Linked DNA regions of Nothobranchius furzeri: region 1 is linked to region 2. The links are chromatin contacts, called in public Micro-C maps. All regions are on one chromosome and are shown on one strand. The core of a region is the stretch at or near the end of the contact, and the rest is flanking DNA. Distances in the headings are between cores, read along the strand shown. Region 1 overlaps ldlrad3 (low density lipoprotein receptor class A domain containing 3). Region 2 has its middle 6.2 kb from the start of fjx1.

The links. A called contact is a pair of places that touch in the nucleus more often than the background predicts.
Region 1: a contact with region 2 is called in a Micro-C map of tail fin, with 13 times the contacts expected there. The contact joins two enhancer-like sites. A contact is called at or near these places in 2 of 2 Hi-C or Micro-C datasets (skeletal muscle and tail fin).

Annotation. Positions count from the first base shown.
Region 1 is chr4:75,969,560-75,973,766 of NfurGRZ-RIMD1, forward strand. All of the region lies in intron 3 of ldlrad3 (low density lipoprotein receptor class A domain containing 3), which reads left to right. Among protein-coding and RNA genes, the nearest start is that of ascl1b, 95 kb to the right of the region's middle. Within about 2 kb of position 1,587, at least 1 of the 3 cell types and tissues checked has an H3K27ac peak or open chromatin away from gene starts, as enhancers often do. A contact at or near this core is called in tail fin, where this site is marked.
Region 2 is chr4:75,696,716-75,701,120 of NfurGRZ-RIMD1, forward strand. No RefSeq gene overlaps it. Among protein-coding and RNA genes, the nearest start is that of fjx1, 6.2 kb to the right of the region's middle. Within about 2 kb of position 1,561, at least 3 of the 3 cell types and tissues checked have an H3K27ac peak or open chromatin away from gene starts, as enhancers often do. A contact at or near this core is called in tail fin, where this site is marked.

The DNA.
Region 1 (4,207 bases), core at 337-2,836, 270 kb after region 2:
TGGCCATTTCACTCGACAGGATTTTGAAATTATCAGCTGATTTTCAAAGCTTGAGACCACGCAGATGGTGATTAAACGTCAGAGGTATACCAGTTTTGGTCCTACGGTGTGTGTTGGCAAACATTACACACTGCTCATGAAACTTTTTCACTCTCAGACATTCAACGCTCAGAAGGGACATCTCACAAGATAAAAGGTGACTTTGAAGTAAACAAACTTGATGCAGAAGGAGCGTGCTGCGTGCTTCTGTGACCTCGCTTTCTGGTTAGCTACATGTACTATTTAGCAAGCAGCATGAGTGTTTGTCCCCAAACATCAGAACAAGACAATCTTAACATGTTTGAAAGCCTGGATTTACGATCGGAGCAGTCCTGACATTGTTGCGAGCGTACACGAGCGCTTGTAATGGAGCGAGCACCCTCCCACCACCCCTCTGATCTGAAGTCAGGACAGATTCTCACCAGCACCACCACCCCGCTCTCGACTGCAAAAATGGCGAAGTGCATGCTGTGCGGTCGCGCCAGTGAGGTGAAGCCACCAAAGCATGGGTGATGAGCTCCGCAACAGCATAGGGCATCAGGCATGAATAAAAGACAGAAAGTACCAGAGGATGTGAGCGGGCCTGAACGATCATGTCCATTTTTTATTTTATTAGGTGGTGCCACTTAGAGAATGTTCCTGTGGTCGTGCGCTGGACGCAGCTGCCTGGCGTACACGAACAATCGGCGCTCTGCTGCTCTCCGTCCTCTTTGCTCAAATAAATCTCTGGTATGGTGAGAGTCCACGTAAATAACGTAATAGAAACAGGATCTTTAACTCATTCACTCATCAGAAAAGCCCTTCTCTGTCAGTGTTTTTCAGCGTTTTCACTGTTTTTTTAAGAGTCACAGAACGTTGCGCTCTCTGATGATGTCAACGCCAAAACTAACAAAACAAAGAGTGGACTCGCCTCTTACATCAGGAAAAATCCGCGCATTATCTGTTCTTTCGTAATCCGTTGTCGAATTGCTTTTCCGGTTCGCGCCTCACTTTTTTTTAACAGCAGCAACCCACAACGATCTCCTGACACATGGATTTTCTGCTTCCTGATCATGTGACGTGTGACATGTGCGGATGAAGATCAGTTTTAGAGCTGAGATGTTTGTTCTCACGGCGCGGGGACTCGTTTTGACGGCCACACAGTAAAAAAATGCAGTGAATGAGTTAAACATCTTTGTTAAGATAATTTTGTGTTTTTGTTTTCTTGATACTTTTTGTCTGATTCCTACACAGAGTAGTAAAAGTTGTATTCGATACATTTCAGCTGACAGTTTCAGCTCCTTACTGTTGCCTCCGTCAGAGTGTCGGGCTCCCCCTGAGTGTATGAATTGAGGGCTTCTCTGGGAGCCCATCACCCTTTCAGTGGGCCCCCCCATAATTTGACCTCTAAGGATACCAATAAATAGAAGTTAGGAAGCCAGGACAACGCAGGAACTGTGTAACTAAAGTTATTATATATCTAAATATGAAAACAGTCTAAATGACGGCAGGGCTGGTTGAAAATTGGCACGATTGTCCTGCCTTTACAACCAAGCTCCTAAATGGCTCAACTCTGCCACCTACTGATGTAAATGTGTGTCTGCAGTGTCTTAAAAATGTGAACTCTGCATAGTGTTTCATAATCCATCAATTATGTGAAATAAGTGTGATTTCAACACTAAGCCAAGCAGTCACAGTTGAGCTGTATATATATGTTTTGTATGATCCATCGCTGCTACATCACAGCTTTTTATTATTACTCTAAAAGAAGCCCTCCAGGTCACGAAGCCAGTCATTAAGTCTAACCCACCACCCCTCTACTTCTCATGTGGTGACTGAGTAAGCTGTGAGTGAGTGTTATGGTGGGGGGGTTGAAAGTGGCGGGCAATGAAGCGAACAAAATTATTACAGGGCAGCCAAATAGAGACCTGATGAAGCATGAAAACCCTCCTTTCCCTAAAGAGCTGCTCACACACTGAAACATACATGAAGAACAGGCTGATAGGGAGACAAAGAAAAGAGAAAATCTATATAAAAGATAACTTTAGGGTTCTTTGTATTTTATTAGTCAAGAAAACATCAAGAATGAAACAAGGTTTGATTTTAGTTCCCGGCAAGCTAACGAGATACACTTACACAGAAGAGGCACGCAGTACATGACACGCCGCGGCTAAAAGAACAGGCTGACAATGCCGAGTATGAATATTAATCGTGGGCTGCCAGAGGGATGTGGAAAAAGTGCTGTTGCAGTGCGTTTGTGTGTTTCGCTTTGTAGGGCGCTTTGGCAGAACCGCTTTCAATCAATCAGTGTTTCACGTTCCTGCAAAGGAAAGTCTGTTGGCAGCAAAGAACACTGACGCTTAACAGAGGACAGTAGGGTGATTAAGCACTTTAACTGCAGCGTGCACGCCCTCGACATCTCAAGGGAGCAGACGGGTTAAAGTTAGTTGAAAATGCTTGCAGGTACAAAAATAGCGTGTTGCAGTTTTACAAACCATTGTGTTTTATGGTTGATTCTATACATTAATGTGTGTTTTTTGCAAGATGGCAAAACAAAAAGTTCCTCTCTTCCTGTAGCATCTCAGATATTTGGTCATATTTTAAAAAGCGCTCATTTAAGAGTTAAATTGGCTAAATAAATACCTTCTATCTATAAATCAGCCAAATGGTGTTGTATGTTCAAGGACCAAGCCTTACATCACAGCTTTACTAGTATCTCCTGTATGAAATATTCTTTAGTTTTTTTTTTTTACAGTTTCTTGGCAAAACTACCTATAGCAAAAGCTATTTATCTGCAGTGCCTGAGTGAACACATCTCATCTAGAAGGTACAACACACAAGCAAACACTATAGATCTCCAAGTCCTGCAGCGCATGCATGTGAGCTGGCAGAGAGGCGAGGCACGTCTGTGTAGAATGAAGCACTGATCTCTTGTTTGAATTAAGAAAAACTGACAGATTTCCAAATGATTACATTCCTTTAGGAAGTTTTAATAAAACTGATCATTTCAGGTCTGCAACAAATCCTTATAATAAAACACCCAAATGAACAAAAACATGGATATTTTTCAAGTCTGTCTTTTTTGCCAAAAAAGGAAAGTGCTACGAATGAATTGATCTTTTTCCACCTAGTTGATCTCTTTGTTTCTTTTTTTGCATTAAAAATGTAGACAATTGCTTGTTAGATGAACTTAGTCGCTATAGATGCAGATGAATGCTATTTTCCAGACTTGAGTTTAATTGCATATGTCATGCAAATAAAACGGGGCCATTTGAGTTGAAACCCCTTTAACTCGTGGTTATTGGGACTCTGTGCACCGCAGTAACTTTTAAGAGTTTGTTTTTTCATCCTCTAAACCGTTTGTGCTGTTGGTGGAGTCTGATGGGGAAACCACAACGGCATCGCTCGTTCTGTTTGCAGTTTTTTAACAGATTTCTCAACCATGTGTCACGGGTTTACAGAGCTCTCTCTGGGTGAGGATGAAAGGGTTGATGGAGCTTGTTTTATATTTTCTGCTTGTTTTAGGATGGAGGATGTAAAAAAAAAGAAAAAAAGAGTATTTTTGGTAATATTTCTACTGGATCGTGTAACGGTTGTTCATCACCGCTGCAATGATGGATTTGTGTCTTGGTGCGTTTGAAGCCAGACAGCATGCTCCCACTGTGCACCCTTTCCCTTTTCTGGATGCCCGCCCATTATTAACTCATCAGGACCAAATAAAAATGTGATCTGTCTGCCCCCTGGTGGCTCTGTGATCATAATCAGAAGTGTTCTAGGAATTAAGGTGGCCATTCTCTTTGCTCTGTGCCTTCTTTTAGCTGTCGTTATTGGTTTTAGGTCAGAAATGATCCAGCTTTCCAATCAGATAAGCATTTATTCCGTTTATTTTAGAAAAGCCTAGAATGCCAGAGAAAGGGGGCTTTCCTACCCTCCAACCCCTTCCTACTCTTTTAAAGCTTTGTGAATATGAAAATCTTCTTTACTTAAGTCATCTTTCCCATCTTCATCTCCTGCCCTGAGATCCAGGGGAGGAGATCCATCCATCCACTTTATTCATTTTTAAACGTGGCATTTAAGATACGTAAATTAATCTTTTATTCTTCTGCTTTCTTTTCACTTTGTTTTGCTCTTCCACCTTCGGATGAACATTGTCTGACAGCGGTTAGTTAGCATATGCAGTGGCAGGTAG
Region 2 (4,405 bases), core at 311-2,810:
AATCATACGTCAGATACTCAAAGCACTATGGCATCTCGACGTAGTGAAGATAACAAGCTGAAGTTCAAATTCAGCATCGGAATAAAAAAATACAAATAAACAATGGTAAATGGTAAATGGCCTGTATTTGATATAGTGCCTTCTAAAGTCCTGGAACCCCCCAAGGTGCTTTACAACACAATCAGTCATTCACCCATTCACACACACATTCACACACTGGTGGGGATGAGCTACAATGTAGCCACAGCTGCCCTGGGGCGCACTGACGGAGGCGAGGCTGCCGAGCACTGGCGCCACCGGTCCCTCCGACCACCACCAGCAGGTGGTGTGGGTTAAGTGTCTTGCCCAAGGACACAACGACAGCGACAGACTGAGCGGGTCTCGAACCTGCGACCTTCCGATTGCGAGGCGAGCACTTAACTCCTGTGCCACCGTCGCTCCATCAAGCTAGAGAGTGGCATGGCCCTTTATGACCACGTTGACTCATCTTCTGATGGATACTTCCAGCAGGATAATGCACCTTGTCATATAGCTCAAATCATCTGAAATTGGTTTCTTGAACATTAAAATTAGATCCCTGGACTCCAAAGGCCAGGGAACAGTTATCTGATCTTAATCCAATCCACCAAAGGGAGTGCTGCTGATGAATCTGCAGCCACTGATTCAAGCTATCAGGTCAATATGGACCAAGATGTCACACGATTGTTTCAAACACCTTGTTGATGTAACACCATGATGGTTATGGCTGTTCTGAAATAAATAAGCTATGAGGAAAGTATGTCTAAAAAGTGACCAGGGAGAGGAGCAAAGTGTGGATGTCTGAAACAAAGGTCTTGGGTTTGAAAATGTGAAAATAAAAAAGCAAGCTGTCAGATTCCCTTTTCTATTACAATATTTATTTTATTCTCTCTCCCCCTTCTTTCAATAAACCCACACATTCTAAAAATCACACATTCATAAGGATATTTTCACAGCAAACAGGAAGCAGGAGATGCAGATTAATCCTCGTGGAGCTCTCCCCACCCATCATCGAATCCCAGAGCATGAGTAATCGTCAGACCCTGTGAAATGATTGTAGCTTTCAGCGCTAATGGAAGCCCTGCACATTCATTATTCAGTCCAGGAAACTGCAAAGTGTCGAGGGACCTTTGAGTTATTACTCTGCATGAACTAACCTTAGACTATGAGATGACATAAGCCCACTGCACTTTCTACTCCTCTGTCTCCGTCTCTTAATGTCTTCGGCCCCTCCCTTGTGTCCATCTGCGCCGGCAGACGGGAACCACACAGCGAAGACAAGATTGTATCACAGCTGTGGCGTTGTCAGACAGCCAGTGACGGGTGTACGGTGTCGCTGCAGACAGCATGACAGACGATCCAAGCTCTCTTGTGTCATGGTGGCGCTTGACCACGGACAGCCATGACTGGTGGGGAGAAACGTTCCCAATGTTATGGCTCTCTTGGGGCTGCTGGAGGAAGAATGCGGCAGGAGGGAGTGCAGCAGAGCAGAGGGGGGTTGGTTGACCTGCAGATAACACAAGTCATGACACAGATAGGTTTGATATGTGAACATGCCCACGCTTGTGCTTGTGGAAAGGGAAACTATAGGCCACGCTGCAGCAGAGGGAGGCAGTAAAGTCTGCCTTCCCTGAAAAGCAACATGCATTAAACAGAATTCCAACAATGCACTTAAGCCGTCTGCAATATCCTTGTCTAGACGTCTCAAATTTTACTTTCATTTGGTGTTAAACATGGTATAAGGAGTGGTATTTGAGCCACGTTGGTGTGGTTTACATTAAAGTAACACTAAAATATATAATTTTTTACTTTAAGCTAGAGTTTTAACATTGTTGTAGATTTAAACTCTTGACTAGTTTCATACCACTCTGCAGCTCTCTACCAGATACTGCACTTAACAGTTTTGTGGAGCCAGTTGGTGCTCCTTACCTGCTTTGTTGCTGTTAGCTGTTACGCTAGCAGTTAGCTTTTTCAGTTTGTCAATCCTCAATAAGAATCACAAGAAGAAGTTTGCTTTTCTGTTGGCATCATGGCGGAGCCTGGAAGTAAGAGAGTAGCGTTGTTGGAGGCGAAGCAAAGAGCTAAAACTGGCTCACACTAGTTTGAGGAAGCTAAAGGAGGCTACAACATCACGGACTGATGGTGACCTGGCTTTGTTGCTACTGGACTTGTTAGTAAAAAAAATCTCCAACAGTGTGAATCTTTTTACTGTGTGGTTAATTTCAGTATTAATTGGCTTGTGTTAATGTTAGCTCATTGTTAGCACTCGCTACAGCAGGCTGCTGCAGGGTTGTTAACCCTCTCAGGCTCAAAATAAGTTTTGATAAAAGGACGAACAACTAAGTCTTTCAGAGGTACTTCTGAGTTAAAAAAAATGCTTGTGAAATACGTATGTGGAGTAACCAGGTAGGTAGGTTTTAACTGTTGCAAATATGCAACGCCTGCCTCCAGAGGGTTAATGAAAGTTGTAATTCCACTTTTAACCAGTAGGGTGGAGGAGATGAAAACTGCTCACTGTCACTGTAAGGTAAAAATAAGACATGACTTAAATTCAAACAAGAGATATCCTTTTTGCTAAACAGCAGCCTGAAAAATCTGCCTCCAGAGGGACTATAACTCTTTTCTCTCAGGTTAGGAAAACGTTCAACCACCCACAACGACACAAAACATTTCTTGTGATTCTAACACGTGTACATCCCTCTCTGCTCATGCACAACCAACGGATTTTCTTCCTTCGCTCCCTTCGTGCTGTCATTTCTGTCAGTCTCCAGTGCAGGGTAAAACATATGCTTGAGGCGAACAGACATTGTGCAGGCTGTAAAATAAATAAATAAAATCTAAATGAACTCATCCAACTTGACAAATCTCAGAATAAAAAAAGATAAAAGAAAGCCCAAGCAATATGGCTGCATCAGAGTTACTTAACCTGACTGCTTATGCAAAGTTTTCCCACATCTGCTCTAACATTCTGGATTATAAAGAGAAGAAATAAAACACACCATAGAACGACTGTTTTTGTGCAGCTCAGAATGTCTTTCTTCAAGCTACAAAATCTCATTAAAGTCCGCAGAGAGATAAGACATTTCCAGCTCAAAGTGCTAAGAGCTTACATTAGTGTACCTGTCGTTTATTGGGTCTAGTCACACATCCTGTCTGCTGCTGTCTTTTCAACTCGGCCAATTTAGCATGCCTGCATGTGGCTACAAAATGACCCAATTAATTTGATTGGGGAAACCAAGGTTCTAGATGCAGCGTGTGAAAACACGAGTTGAATTGGAAAGCGTGCTGAGGGATGATAATGAGAAATAATTCAGCGACGGGGATGTGAGGAACAGAGTTTACATTCGGTTCAACTAGAGCCTCGAACAAAGACGGAACAACAGCAACTTGACTTTTGTGCTCCAGATGTTTGCAGGGTAACGATCAAATACTCAGCGCATGTTCAGATGAATGAGTGAACTGTTAAACGGTCAAATCTGGAGTGTTTTCTGTTAAGTTTTATGGGTCCGTCACCATCTGCTAGGGATGGCTGAGAGCCAGGAAGTGGACTTCATAATTGAGGCGATTTGGAAAAATGAATCTGAAGAAATTAATGACTCATTAGTTGGGGAAAAAAAAGATATTTTCAGATGGTAATGAGTGAAAAAAAATTTATGTTCGTATCACCCACTGATATGTTTGTGCTCATGATTTCTCAGATTTAAGAGGGTTGTTTGTGTTTTAGCTGTTTGGTCACAAGATAATTGGTTTGTTTGCATGTTGGGAATAATAATGTGTTTTAATGTTGATGAAAACTTGTTTCCAATCCAAAATGCAAGCATAATTATGATGGAATACGGAGCCTAAATCTTCTCAGCTCATGGGTGCCTGGAAGAACGAAATAAATAAATAATGAATGCAAGTCAATGGGGCTAAAAGAGTTATTTTCTAATCCAGTTTGCCTTACGCCTTAAAATGAAAAGTAATGGTGTGTTTTGACCATTCCTGTCACGTACTTCAACATTTATCAGTTTGTAAAAGTTCGGAATTACAGGTGCTGGCCAGTAAATTAGAATATCATCAAAAGGTTGAAAATATTTCAGTAATTCCATTCAAAACGTGAAACTTGTACATTATATTCATGCAATGCACACAGACCAATGTATTTCCAATGTTCATTACATTTAAATTTGATATTCATAAGTGACAACTAATGAAAACTCCAAATTTGGTATCTCAAAAAATTAGAATATTCTGAAAAGGCTGAATATAGAAGACACCTGCTGCCACTCTAATCAGCTGATTTACTCAAAACACCTGCAAAGGCCTTTAAAAGGTCCCTCAGTCTTGTTTTGAAGGCACCACAATCATGGGGAAGACTTCTGACTTAACAGCTGTCCAAAAGACA